2 separate regions of the Mus musculus genome follow, and region 2 is linked to region 1. A link is a contact called in public HiChIP or PLAC-seq data. All regions are on one chromosome and are shown on one strand. Each heading gives the region's core, a stretch centred on a gene start, on an enhancer-like site or on the middle of the called end of the contact. The rest is flanking DNA. Distances are from core to core; before and after follow the strand shown.

What was found. HiChIP or PLAC-seq counts read pairs in DNA pulled down with a chosen protein or histone mark.
Region 2: an HNF4G HiChIP or PLAC-seq map of pancreatic cancer cells shows a contact between it and region 1. The contact joins the enhancer-like site here to the promoter of Ihh in region 1. A contact is called at or near these places in 19 of 39 promoter capture datasets (the 3T3-L1 cell line, 3T3-L1-derived adipocytes, the C10 cell line and 13 more), 8 of 15 datasets of contacts at CTCF or cohesin (CD8 T cells, the NIH/3T3 cell line, embryonic stem cells and 3 more), 20 of 484 Hi-C or Micro-C datasets (Sertoli cells, cardiomyocytes, cerebral cortex and 9 more), 20 of 115 datasets of contacts at active chromatin or transcription factors (craniofacial prominence, embryonic basal ganglia, embryonic forebrain and 10 more) and 3 of 9 other capture datasets (adipose tissue, liver and pancreatic islet).

What each region holds. Positions count from the first base shown.
Region 1 is chr1:74,947,666-74,953,700 of GRCm38.p6, reverse strand. Ihh (Indian hedgehog) reads left to right here and starts at 2,029. Exons shown (of 3, transcript NM_010544.3): 1 at 2,029-2,801; 2 at 5,136-5,397. The coding sequence starts at 2,487.
Region 2 is chr1:75,036,758-75,042,887 of GRCm38.p6, reverse strand. The region is part of intron 6 of Nhej1 (non-homologous end joining factor 1); the gene reads left to right. Among named protein-coding and RNA genes, the nearest start is that of Nhej1, 85 kb to the left of the region's middle. Within about 2 kb of position 2,292, at least 42 of the 459 cell types and tissues checked have an H3K27ac peak or open chromatin away from gene starts, as enhancers often do. A contact at or near this core is called in the SN4741 cell line, craniofacial prominence, pancreatic cancer cells and 1 more, where this site is marked.

The DNA.
Region 1 (6,035 bases), core at 780-3,279:
CTGATCACTTAGATGCAGGCACTGAAGATGTGTGCACTTCAAGAGGCACCCTGTGGAGGTTTACCTGTTGCAAACCTCCTATTTGTAATAGGAGCTTTATCTAAATAGCAAAATTTCCACAGTTACTTCTTTATTCCTCTGAGCATAGGTTGCTGGTGGTAGTGGCAGTGGCTCTGTGTGTGTGTGTTCATGCACACATACACACACACACATACACAAGCACACTGAGGATTGAACCCAGGTCCTCACACATGCTAGGTACCTGTTTATGTCTGAAATACATGCTTTCATGCCCAACAATTATTTCTCTCGTTTTTTTTCTTTTACCAATTTTTTACAATTGCAAGCTCTGAAAAATAACCCTGAGATTACTTTACATGCTAGGCTACATCTAGAAATTGAGCCCAAAGACTTGGGAGTTTCATTTGGTGGAATATCCCTGTGTTCCTAGCAGACATCATTCCAGGCCATCCAGGGCTACATAGTGAGACTTTGTCTAAGAGGTAGAGGTGAGAGGCTGGAGAATGTCTATACTCCAAAGCTATCTTTTTCTCAGGACACAATGGTGCTTTGAGATCTGAATCCCGAGCAAGGCAGTAGTGGCACCTTGTAAGTGCGCGTAAACCCTGCACGTGAGAAGCAGAGTTAGGAAGGCCAGTAGCTCAAGGCCATCCTCAACTCTGTGGCAAGGGATCAGCCTGGCTACCTGAGAGCCTCTTTCAAATACATGAGCAAAACAAATGACTTGAACTTCAAATATAGATCATCACGGTTTCCTTTGGTAGAGGAAGGTGCACGCGCACGTGTGTGTGTGTGTGTGTGTGTGTGTGTGTAGCATCATGATTTCTCTAGCATGTCTAGCATGGTGGTACTACTCCCCTGCCATCCCAGCACTCCGGAAATGGAAGCAAGAGAATCCAGAGCTCAAGGCTAGCCTGGACTCCGTAGGTGAGAGACTCCATCTGTAAAGAAAGGAAGGGGTTGAGGGTGAGGGTGAGGGAGGAAGATTGAGCTTTCTAATTATAACTTTATTAAATTTGTGGAACCCGTCGCAAACAGCACAAGATTTGACATTGTGGTGGTGATCTGTGCCCGTTAACACACTTGCGTCTTCTGGTTTGGGCAGTATAGATTATAATTCATCTGCCTTCCTGGATGTTCTATTAAAGTGCACAACCCTCATTCGCTTCCCGGGCAGTCTCTGCAGAGTCCGTGGCTTCTAACACTTCTGAAGTAGGACGAGGAGGAGCGAGTGATTCCCAGGCAGTGCCCGTCTGCAGGTGGATTGGGATCCGTTTGTTTGTTTGCTTGTTTGTTTGTTTGTTGTTTATGCAGCACGCTCAGTGCTCTTCCCTCTCTGTGGATGTCCCCACTTCAGGCTGTTATTCTGTATGGCCTTTCTCCCTTGTTTTTAACAGTGTTTCCAGTCCTATTTGACTCCTGACAAGGCTACATTGCCTCCACCCGCATCCCCTAGTTCTGTACTGGGCAGTATAGGGTCCCCAGCTGTGCACCAGGTCAATACAGAACCCTGCTCCTCCAAGCTGAGAAAGGGAATGTTGCCAGGGCCAGGGTGGGGCACCAGGTTATGAATGACCTCCAGCTTTCGGGTTTGCTTCTCCGCAGGGGACACCGTAGGCGGTTGTGCGGTCCGGCCACTACCCCCCTCTTGCGTCCGGCTGCGACGTGGGTTGCGGTCTCCGTGGGGGTGGCATCTCCTGTCCAGGAGATTTGCGCCTGGTGGGGCTCCCAGGAGCCGCAAGGAACGGGAAGGAGAGACCAGGGTGGGGTGAGGCCCGTCAGGAGGACAATCGCAGGCAGCGCAGGGGGCGCAAAGGGCAGCGGGCGGGTGGACGCGCGGCTGAGGAGCGCGCGGGACAGGGCTGGCTAGCCTTGGGGCCGCCCGCCGGAGGGGGAGGAGGCTGTGCTGCCCTTGCTGCAGGTTCGCTGTCGAGCGCGCAGGAGGCAGGGACATGGATAGGGTGCGGTCTGCGCGGGTCCCGAGCCCGGATCTCTTCCATTTCCCCTCTCACTCGACCCCGGGCTGCGCCGCAGACGGCAGCAGCTCCCGCTCTGCCCGAGCCGCCTGACCGCCGGGCCGGGGTGCTAACCGCGGGTCCCTTCAGTCCGCCGGCCGGGCCAGCCCAGCCCAGCCCGCCGGCCCTCAGCCCCGCCGCCCGCCGCCCCCCGCCGTCGCCGCGTTGCCAAAACAAACGGGCCGGCCTATTTATTGGCGGCCGGCGAGCCGGGCAGCTCAGAGTCGAGGCGCCGAGGGGGACAGCACGCCGCCACCAGCCAGGGCCCCGGGCCCCCGCCCCGCACCTGAGTCCCGTCGGCCTTGAGCCGCGTCGCGCTGCCCATGGCGCCCCCGCATGGAGTCCCCAAGAGCCACCCAGACGCCTGAGTCCCCGAAGCTGTCCCAGCCACGCGCCCACCTATCAGCCCACCAGGCGCCCTCGCCCGCTGCTCTCCCGGGCTACCCGGCCATGTCTCCCGCCTGGCTCCGGCCCCGACTGCGGTTCTGTCTGTTCCTGCTGCTGCTGCTTCTGGTGCCGGCGGCGCGGGGCTGCGGGCCGGGCCGGGTGGTGGGCAGCCGCCGGAGGCCGCCTCGCAAGCTCGTGCCTCTTGCCTACAAGCAGTTCAGCCCCAACGTGCCGGAGAAGACCCTGGGCGCCAGCGGGCGCTACGAAGGCAAGATCGCGCGCAGCTCTGAGCGCTTCAAAGAGCTCACCCCCAACTACAATCCCGACATCATCTTCAAGGACGAGGAGAACACGGGTGCCGACCGCCTCATGACCCAGGTGAGCGCGATCGGTCCTCCCAGCGCGCCATCGAAGCATCGCCACCTGCCCGGCCCTATCCTCTCTTCTAGCACCTTTTTTCTCGACTGCCTGGCACGCCCCCTGGCACCTGCCCTTCTTGTGAATCCCGGGTGTCTTTCTGCCCAAGATGGGCTGGCCAAGGAACCCCGCGGGAGTGTTAGCATCCGGGATCCCGCCCGGTGTCTTTGAGAGGAGCTTTCTGCCGCTGCCAAGCCCCGCAGGTTGGCGGGCGGCCCCTCTGCCCGCGAGTGCTGGCAGCTCAGGTCAAATCTGGAACTTGAAGGTACCTGGACCTGGCTGCCTCTTGTGCCTCCGGGAACCACGAAATCCCTCTCGGCCTAACATTTCTCACAGCCCAGCCCTGGTCATTACGAAGCCGTTTGGCATCCCTGAGGCGAAGAAGCTCAGGACACCGGGGACCCCGTGGCCTTCCCTTCCCTTGTGCCCTTGGTTAGCTGCGCTGCCCTCTCCTGGAGCAGCGACTTGGCTGGTTCTGGGCTTAAGGAATAGCAGGGGAAAGAAAGTCGAATGTGGAGACAGAGGTAGGAAAGGGAACCAGCCGAGGGAGCCCACGTGTCTGTCGCGAGGGCTGAGCGGCGCGGTTGCGGTTAAAGGGTGGGGTGCTGGAGCCTTCAGGCTCTGAGACCAAGCTTGGGGAATCCTTGAGCTTGGTAGCACGGACAAGAAAGATTGGAAATAGGAGTAGGGATGCCTAGGAAGGCAGGGAGCAGAGCTGACACTAACTTATCTCTGCATGCACGGAGCAGGACCCAACTCCACCAGACATCAAGGACACACACTTCTTTCTCCGAAGTCTGGTGTGCCTTGGGAAAGATACACACCCCTTTCCGCTAGGGTCTATCGGCTCTTCCCCTGTTAGAAGACTGCCTTTAGGAAGAGCAGCTTAACCACGGCCTTCAGCATGCGCCCTGGCGCCGGGGCCGGCCGGCCGATGTCGGGGCCGAAGGTTGGCCGGTGGCCGGGCCGGGCTGGGCGCCGAGGAATGCAGATAAGGATCCGGGCCACAGGCTGGGCAATCATTGACAGCGAGGGCCCAGGCTCTGTACCCGAAGGAGGGGGTAGAGGGGAAGAGTCAGGCGGCAGCTGGCTAGTGAGGTTTAAGAACTCGATCACAGGGATCTAGAAGGAGCTACCAGAACCGAGCTACACCCCCGGGCGGTGGGGGTGAGGGCAGTGAGCACCCTCAAGCCAGGCTGCACAGTATGGATTTAGTCACTGTTGGCTCTTGAGGTTAAGTCCAAGGGTCTGTAAGGGCCTAGGCTCTGTGGGGGCAGAGGTAGGTTGATAGATACTTGGCGGGATCTCACACCTTACCTAGGTGTTAAAGACTAGTGGAGGGCTCCTTCCTCGTAGGTGGAAACTCCACCCCCTTCCTTCAGTCAAGTGCACGGTCCCTTGGGCAAAGGACAGGGATTCATGAATAGGCAGCCACTGATGATCCCCCTAGGGTGTCGCTGTTCAAGGAAGATCCAAGGATTCAGGGCCAGTTTCTTGAGATCATAGGCTCGGTTATTTCTCCATCCTTTCCTAAATAGGGACACTACACCCTGGTGGAGGTGGGAGAGTTTACAGGTCCCTTCTAGGGGGTCTCCCTGTGTCCAAGTCAGAGAGGAGGGGGACTGGCTCTCTGCCTGAGGTGTCTCCAGCTAAGCATAGGCAGGTGTGGGTTCAAAAGAAGGTTCCAACGGGAACGTTTCGTGTCACTTGCTGGCGGAATCTAAGAAGAACTAGAAATTTCTACCAACCCTCACCCCCACCCCCAGATCCGGGCCGCTGTTGGGTCTGCACCTGCCGTACTGGCAGGGCTCGGTGTCTGGTGGCCTCAGCTCTGAGGCTGCGGTGACACCTACTGGGCACCTTTGGCCTTGCATGCCCAGCAGGCCAGCCCGCAGGCTGTTAAAATTTCCTCCCTCGTGACAGACAACCCACCTTGATGCCTAGGTAAAACCGAGCAACCGGGCCCTGGAAAAGCATAGCTACCCTTGTGGCGAATCCAAACGCCAAGCAAGTGACAGGGAGCCAAGTGGATCTCCACAGACTGGAGAAGAGTCCCCTGAGAGTTCATGACTCCATGCGTCCTCCAGATCCGTGGCGCCACTGTGTGGCCTAGGTCCCTGGGGACTCAAAGCTGCTAGACTGGGAGAACACATTTAGAGTCCTCTACTCCTAAGGGAAAAGGGCAGAGGTCCTTCCAAGTTTTCCAAGTCCCATGAGTGCTGTCGAATCTTCTGTCACCTGCTCCCCACCGGGTGGCTTCCTTTCCCTAACTTCGAACTTCGTTCCCCTCCACAGCGCTGCAAGGACCGTCTGAACTCACTGGCCATCTCTGTCATGAACCAGTGGCCTGGTGTGAAACTGCGGGTGACCGAAGGCTGGGATGAAGATGGCCATCACTCAGAGGAGTCTTTACACTATGAGGGCCGCGCGGTGGATATCACCACCTCAGACCGTGACCGAAATAAGTATGGACTGCTGGCGCGCTTAGCAGTGGAGGCCGGCTTCGACTGGGTGTATTACGAGTCCAAGGCCCACGTGCATTGCTCTGTCAAGTCTGGTGAGCCGCTGCTGCCGGGGGGCTGGGCCCGGGGCCGGGGCCGCAGGGAGTGGGCAGGCAGCGCAAAGCCCGCTAGGGCCAAGGAGAAGATGGCCTCCGGGGGATGGAGGCGGGGACCCGAGGGAAGAGGATTTCCGAGGCGGCGGCGGCGGCGGCGGCGGCAGCGCTCCCTGCAGCTGCTTTGGACTGCTTGCTCCTCCCATGTCCGGTAGTGTCCCGGCAGGAGCCTAGAGAGACAGGGCCTATTTCCCGAACCACTGAGTGCTGACCTGGTGGTCCACAGCCCAGAGACTGCCACAGGAAGTGCAAGACAGAACAAGTTGAAGAGATGAAGGAAGCCAGGTTGGCAGGCACCACTGTCCCCGATCCAGGCCCATGCAGAACAAGGCATGATGGGGCTAGGGGCCAGAGTGTGTCTAGACATCAGAGTGCCCGACCAGAAGCCTAGAGTTTCAGAATCTACCACGCAAATGCAGGTCAGGCCTCCCAGAGGGGCGCAGGCGTCCCCAATCTCCTCCCCAGAGCCCCAAAGCTGGACATTTTGGAGGTAAATGGACTCAATAAAGTGGATTTTTCCCAGATTGGCCGCCTTGTTGATCAGAACTGGCAGGCACTGGAGCCTTGCCCCTCATCCCCAG
Region 2 (6,130 bases), core at 1,043-3,542, 89 kb before region 1:
GTTCAAATCCTAGCAACCACTTGTTGGCTCACAACTATCTGTGTGTGAAAGTGTCTGATGCCCTCTTCTGATATGTGTGAAGACAGCTACAGTGTATTCATATACATTAAATAAATAAATAAATAAATAAATCTAAGAAAGAAAGAGAGAGAGAGAGAGAGAGAGAGAGAGAGAGAGAGAGAGAGAGAGAGATCAGATAGTTGGCTCAGTGGGTAAAAGCACTTGCTGTCACACCTGATGATCTGCATTCAAACCCAGGATTCACATGATTGTAGGAGAGTACCAACTCCTGCAAACTGTCCTGTGACACACACACACACACACACACACACACACACACACACACACACACACACAGAGAGTTAAAAAAAAAACAAATAAATTAAAAAATACCAGAAGGCTACAGCTTCCTGTCTTTCAAGTCTTTTTCTTTTTCTTTTTCTTTTTTTTTTAAACTTTGTGAGTCTTGGCTGTGTTCCACTCAGCTCTCAGAGGACCAGAATTATTAGAGCACTTGGTTCCAAAACATAGCACCTGAGTTAGGTGTGTGGCTCATGGCTATAACATCCTAGTCATAAGGAGGCTGAGGCAGGAAGATTACCATGAGCTTTAGGCCACCCTGGTCAGTGAGTACCAAGCAGCTTACATAGTAAGACTCTGTAAAACAAAATGTGGTGTGTGTGTGTGTGTGTGTCTGTATCTGTTTGTTGGTATGGGGTATGTGTGTCTGTGTGTTTGTATGGTGTGTGTGTGTGTGTCTCTCTGTGTGTCTGTGTTTGTATGGGGTGTATGTCTGTATGGTGTATGTGTGTATCTGTTTGTTTGTATGGGGGGGTATGTGTGTCTGTCTGTATGGTGTATGTCTGTCTGTCTGGTGTGTGTATGTGTGTGTGTGTGTCTGTGTGGTGTGTGTGTGTCTGTGGTGTGTGTGTGTGTCTATTTGTATGGGGTGTGTGCCTGTTTGTGTGGGGTATGTGTATATCTGTGTGTCTGTATGGGGTGTGTGTGTGTTTGTAGTGTAGTTCAGAGCACTTGTGGGAATCAGCCTTCTTCTACCATGTGTGTTCTGAGGATCAAGGCCATCAGGGTTGGTGGCCTTTTGCTCTCTGAGCTATCCCTCCAGTCTCAGATTTCTATTTTGAAGATAAGGAAACTGAGCTGCAGCAGTAAGTGGCTGAAGTCTGTATGCTCTGTTGAGGGGAGCTTGGGTAATGAGAATTCTTGGGACCTCTAGGGCGCCTGTACTATCTTCAGAATGTCTCATGTAGCTGCTAGAACTGAAAGGTTTGTACTGGGACTGTAGAGCTACAGTATCTTTTCAGTTACTATGCTTGCCTGGGGTCCTATAAACAGGACATAAAAGGGTCAGGAGGTCATCCAAGACTGGATTGAAAGGATGTGCCATCAAAATAAGCAACATGGAATAGAAAATAAACAAACCAGGGAGACAGTTGGGATGAACAGGCAAGGAGGCCAGGCCAGTGTCAGAGGGCCATGCGGTCAGTGCCTGGGGCTACTTCTATTCCCATTGGAAATCCTGCTAGGCAAGAGGCCATGGACACATACAGTACAGGGCCAGGAGGGCATAGAGAGTTCTAGGATGCTAAAGTTAGAGAAGATATTTAACCATTAGACAGGGGTACTTCCTCATATTTGATGTTTTTGCTTTACTTCTTCCCTTAAGAAACTCTGACTTAGCCAGGTGCACACCTTTAGTTAGCCCTAGTACTCAGGAGGTAGAAGAAGCAGGCAGATCTCTGCAAATTCAAGGCCAACCTGGTCTTCATGGCAAGTTCCAGGCCAGATAGGACTACATAGAGACCCTGTCTCAAACAAACAAAATACAATAAGATAAAGAACCTCTAACTTTTCATTTTCAGAGAACATATGGACACCAATTGCTAGTGACCCAACTAAGGGGGAAATTTGCTATGTAGAACAGCTTGATCTTGAACTCTTGGAGATCTACCTGCTTCTGCCTGACGTAACAGGGGCTGGGGCTAAAGTGCTGAGAGGCATCTTTAAGTGTGGGAGAGAAGCTGAGGAATTGGGGACTGTTACACATGGCAGGATAACTGTGTTACGGATGAGCACAGGCTGGTGAAGCCCCTTACAGCTGTTCTGTTGGAGGAGTTCCTTTCCCTGGCCCTGCCCATGCCTTTCTTTCCCCATCTGGTTGCTATCAGGCTGTGTGGCTGCTGGCGGGCTCTTTATTTATTTATCCCAGTGTAATAGGGTGAGGAGGGAGCTGGCCTGAGGTTGGCTTTCTGAGGCCATGCCACTGAGCCACAGGCGGTTAGCATGGGTGTGTGAGTCACTGGGGCTGCATGCTGCTCAAACCAGACTCGGACAGGCTCAGCGACAGCAGGCAGCCCAAAATAGAGCCCCGCCCTCTGCAGCTGGCAACCTCTGGCTAGGAATCAGCCCTTTACACCAAAACCTGGGCAACTGCACGTTGTTGGCTTTCTCTGGGTGGGGGCCCTTACAGAGATAGGGATTTTGTAGCTCTCTTCTCAGACATTACACAAGGATAGCCAACACATCAACATCTCCCGTTGCTGTACTTTGAATGTCTCGGGACACTTAGATAATCTCCTTGGTGTGATATACTAGCTAAGAAGTTTGATATTTGACATTGATCTGACTCAGTATCCTAAATGTAGCCGTAGCTGTAGTCTAGTTGCAGCATTCTAGAGCATTACTTGACATTAAAAAGCTACCCACTGCTGCTCTTCCTAAGCTTGAGTTTATGTCAGAAGCACTGGGTAGACCTGGGGAGACTCAGGAGCAACCTGAAAACTGCTCTCCTGTTACATGCATCTACAGGGGGTTTCCTTGTTTTCTCTGGATGGGTCTCCTTTTTTTAAAAAACAAAAACAAACAAACAAACAAACAAAAAAACAACAACCAAAAAACCTTGTGTCAGGAATGTTCATGGTACCCAGGATCAGATCCAAGATCTTATTTATTTTCCCTTCCTCTGGGTTGTCTCATTGAGAGCCTAGTCCCAACAGCACTGTAAACCACTGAGAGCTAGTTTTAGAGCACCATGTCATATAGACCCATGCTTTTTTTCTGCATCCTTGATATTTCCACATGGATATCTATCTTACTGGTAGGTATCAGTGCCTCTAATGCATGCTCCACATGAATTAGTTACTTCTTTCTTTAAACCCGTTCTTTATTTGTATTCTTTGCCTTGGTAGATTAAACCATCATCCATCGGTTCCCTAAACCAGAAACTGAGGTTTCACCTGCATTGCTGCTTTCTTCTTGGTTTTCATTTCCAATTATGACTCACCAACCACCATGGAGTCTGTTCTTTAGTCTAGCTTTTGTTGCCTTAGATAAGCTGATACCCTTTTGGCTTGATGCTGCAACTGCCCTCTTACCTGCCTTCCCATCATCCTCTTTCTGCTTCCCAGTTAAATTTACATTTATCAGAATAGTCTCTTTGAAAAAGAGACATGATTGTCTTGCTTTCTTGCTTATAGTCCTTTAGTGGTTCTTATAGTGGCATGTAGGGTAAAGTCCAAATTCCTTGTATGCTATTAAGACTGGACCTATTTACCTCTTCATCTTGATCCTCCATCATGGTGCCCTGAACTTATACACCTAAAGTGTTATAGCTTCCTGCTTGGACACATCTCATTCATTTGTCTGGTATTGTTTTCTGTATTATCCCTTTGTGGGCCCTGATCTTTCCTTCCTTCAGCTAGCTCTTCTTTCAGACATAACAGACCATGGTGTTATTCCTATAACCTTCTCCAGACTGTTTGTCATATGGAATGATCCAGATATCAAGAAAAGAGGCAGGGAAAATTGAGTTGGCCAACCCTTCTCCATTTAGATTTTTCCTATATGGTGCTTGGAAAGTCCTTTTCCTCACTTTTTTCCTTTTGAGATAGTCGCCCTCAGAGGCCAAATTGGCCTCAAACTCATGAACCTCCCCTAGACTCCCAAGAGTTGGAATTACATGGATGTGCCAAGGTGCCGCAGTTTTTCTTAGTATGGTTTCTACAGCACAACCCGTCCTCTCTTTCCCACAACATCACTGTTTGATTCTTCTCACAAGCTTGTGCTGCTGCATGGCTGAATTGTGGGACTGCCCTCAGAGTCAGTCCATGGTCTTATCTCCCCTCACTGTCATTCATCTCAGCTAGCCCAGCAAGCCCAGCAGGCCCAGCAGGCCACTGACAGCCTGGAGTGCTGGTACATGGTATAGTCTGAACACTCAGAAGGCTAAGGTAGGAGGGTGATGGAGTTTGAAGTCATCCTGGGCTATAGTGAGCTTAAAGCCAGTCTAAACTACTCAGTAAGACCCAGTCTCAATAAAACAAAACAAAGCAAAAAGCCTGCACAACTCCTAAAACAAATGCAAATAAGCAACAAACCAATAAATATTTCTGTGTGGAAAGATTGTAGACATTTTCACATTCAGTATTTCCCAAACTGAATCCATACTCTTATGCACCAAGTTGCTTTTTTCCAAGAACCATCACCTTCCTATTTAAGTTAATTAAATTGAATCTCACTTAACTGAGCCAAAAACCTTGGAGTCAGCCTTGGTTTTTATCCTCTTATACCCTATATCCAGTCCCTCAGAAAGTGCCATTGGCTCTACCTGAAAGAAAGGAACCATAATCTCACTGTGGTTATCACTGCCCTGAGCTACCATCATCATAACTGCACTTCAGAAATGGCCTCCCTACTGGCATCTGTTGCAACCTCAGGAATCTAGGAGCACTTAGCTGGTGAGTTCTGGCTCAGAGCTTCTCGTGAAGTGGCTAGTTACCCCCATTACCATCAATGTTGCTGCTGCACCAGTAGCTACAGCTTCTGGGGAGGTTGGTATTGTGTAGCATGCAGGGTCTAGTGCTAGTTAAAACCACACTTCTCTTCCCCTGCAGCATGTATAGTGCCTTTTGACACTATGTGAACTAGTCAGCAGGGAACCAGCTTCCTGATCAGTTCAAGGTTGATTTCTTTATGTCCTGCATGCAAAGAGAATATGTCTTAAGTAATTTAGTCTTATAATATAGATATATAACAGTTAACATGGTTTTACAGTATAGTTATGGTGAACAACCAAGAGTGACGGCAAGCACTTGTGTTCTTCTGGATGCCTCTGGGGCTTCCCTAACCAATAACTTGTAGGGTGTATCCCATGCCTGGTACTGAGATTTGTATTTAATAATCTATACCTTTTGGGAGCAGTATTGTCCATCCAGAAAAGGCATTTCTTTCAAACTCCTTTTAAAATATATTTTAATTAGCCTGTAAACTAATGGATTTTCATAAGGCGTCTTCATATATCCTTGCGTTGAAATAAGGACCTATAAGGTAGATATGGTGAAACATACCTTTAATCCCAGAACTCGGGATTAAAGCCAAGTGAATCTCTGTGAGTTCAAACCAGGCTTGGGGAACTTTCATCATTGGATGGAACAGGAATCTGTGAAGGAAGTTTTAGGGATAAAGAGAGTCAGGATAGAGTGGTAGATAGCCACAAAAGGGGAACTAGCAAGTTCCTCTTATATAAAATATGCAGTGTGTATGTGTATGTGTGTGTCTACTAGACCCCAACCCCATACTGCTTCTTCATCTAAGCCATAGCTTTGAATTTGTCTCAGTTACTTTCCTATTGCTTTGAAGAGGCATCATAACTAAGGTAACATATAGGAGAAAGAGTTGATTGAGCACTCACGGTTTTAGAGGGTAAGTCATGACTACTGTGATAGGGAGTGTAGCAGCAGATAGGCAGGCATGCCACTCAAACACTAAGCACTGAAGCTTATATCTTGGGACACAATCACAAGGTAGAAAGAACCAACTGGGAACAGGGTGGGCTTTCCAAACCTTGAAGCCTACCACACAGTGATACACTTCTTTTAACAAGACCTCACATCCTACTCCTTCCCAAACAGTTCCATTAGTTAAGGGCCAAACATTCAGACATATGAGCCTATGGGAGCCATTCTCAGTTAAACCTTCCACAGAATCCTTACAACAAACCCAGGCACAGCTATTGTCTTCATGATAAAGATAGAATAGCAGAGTATCAGGAGGGAAGTGATTCATTTAAGGTCACTACGCTGATTCACCTTTATTTGCCTTGAATCAGGTCCTG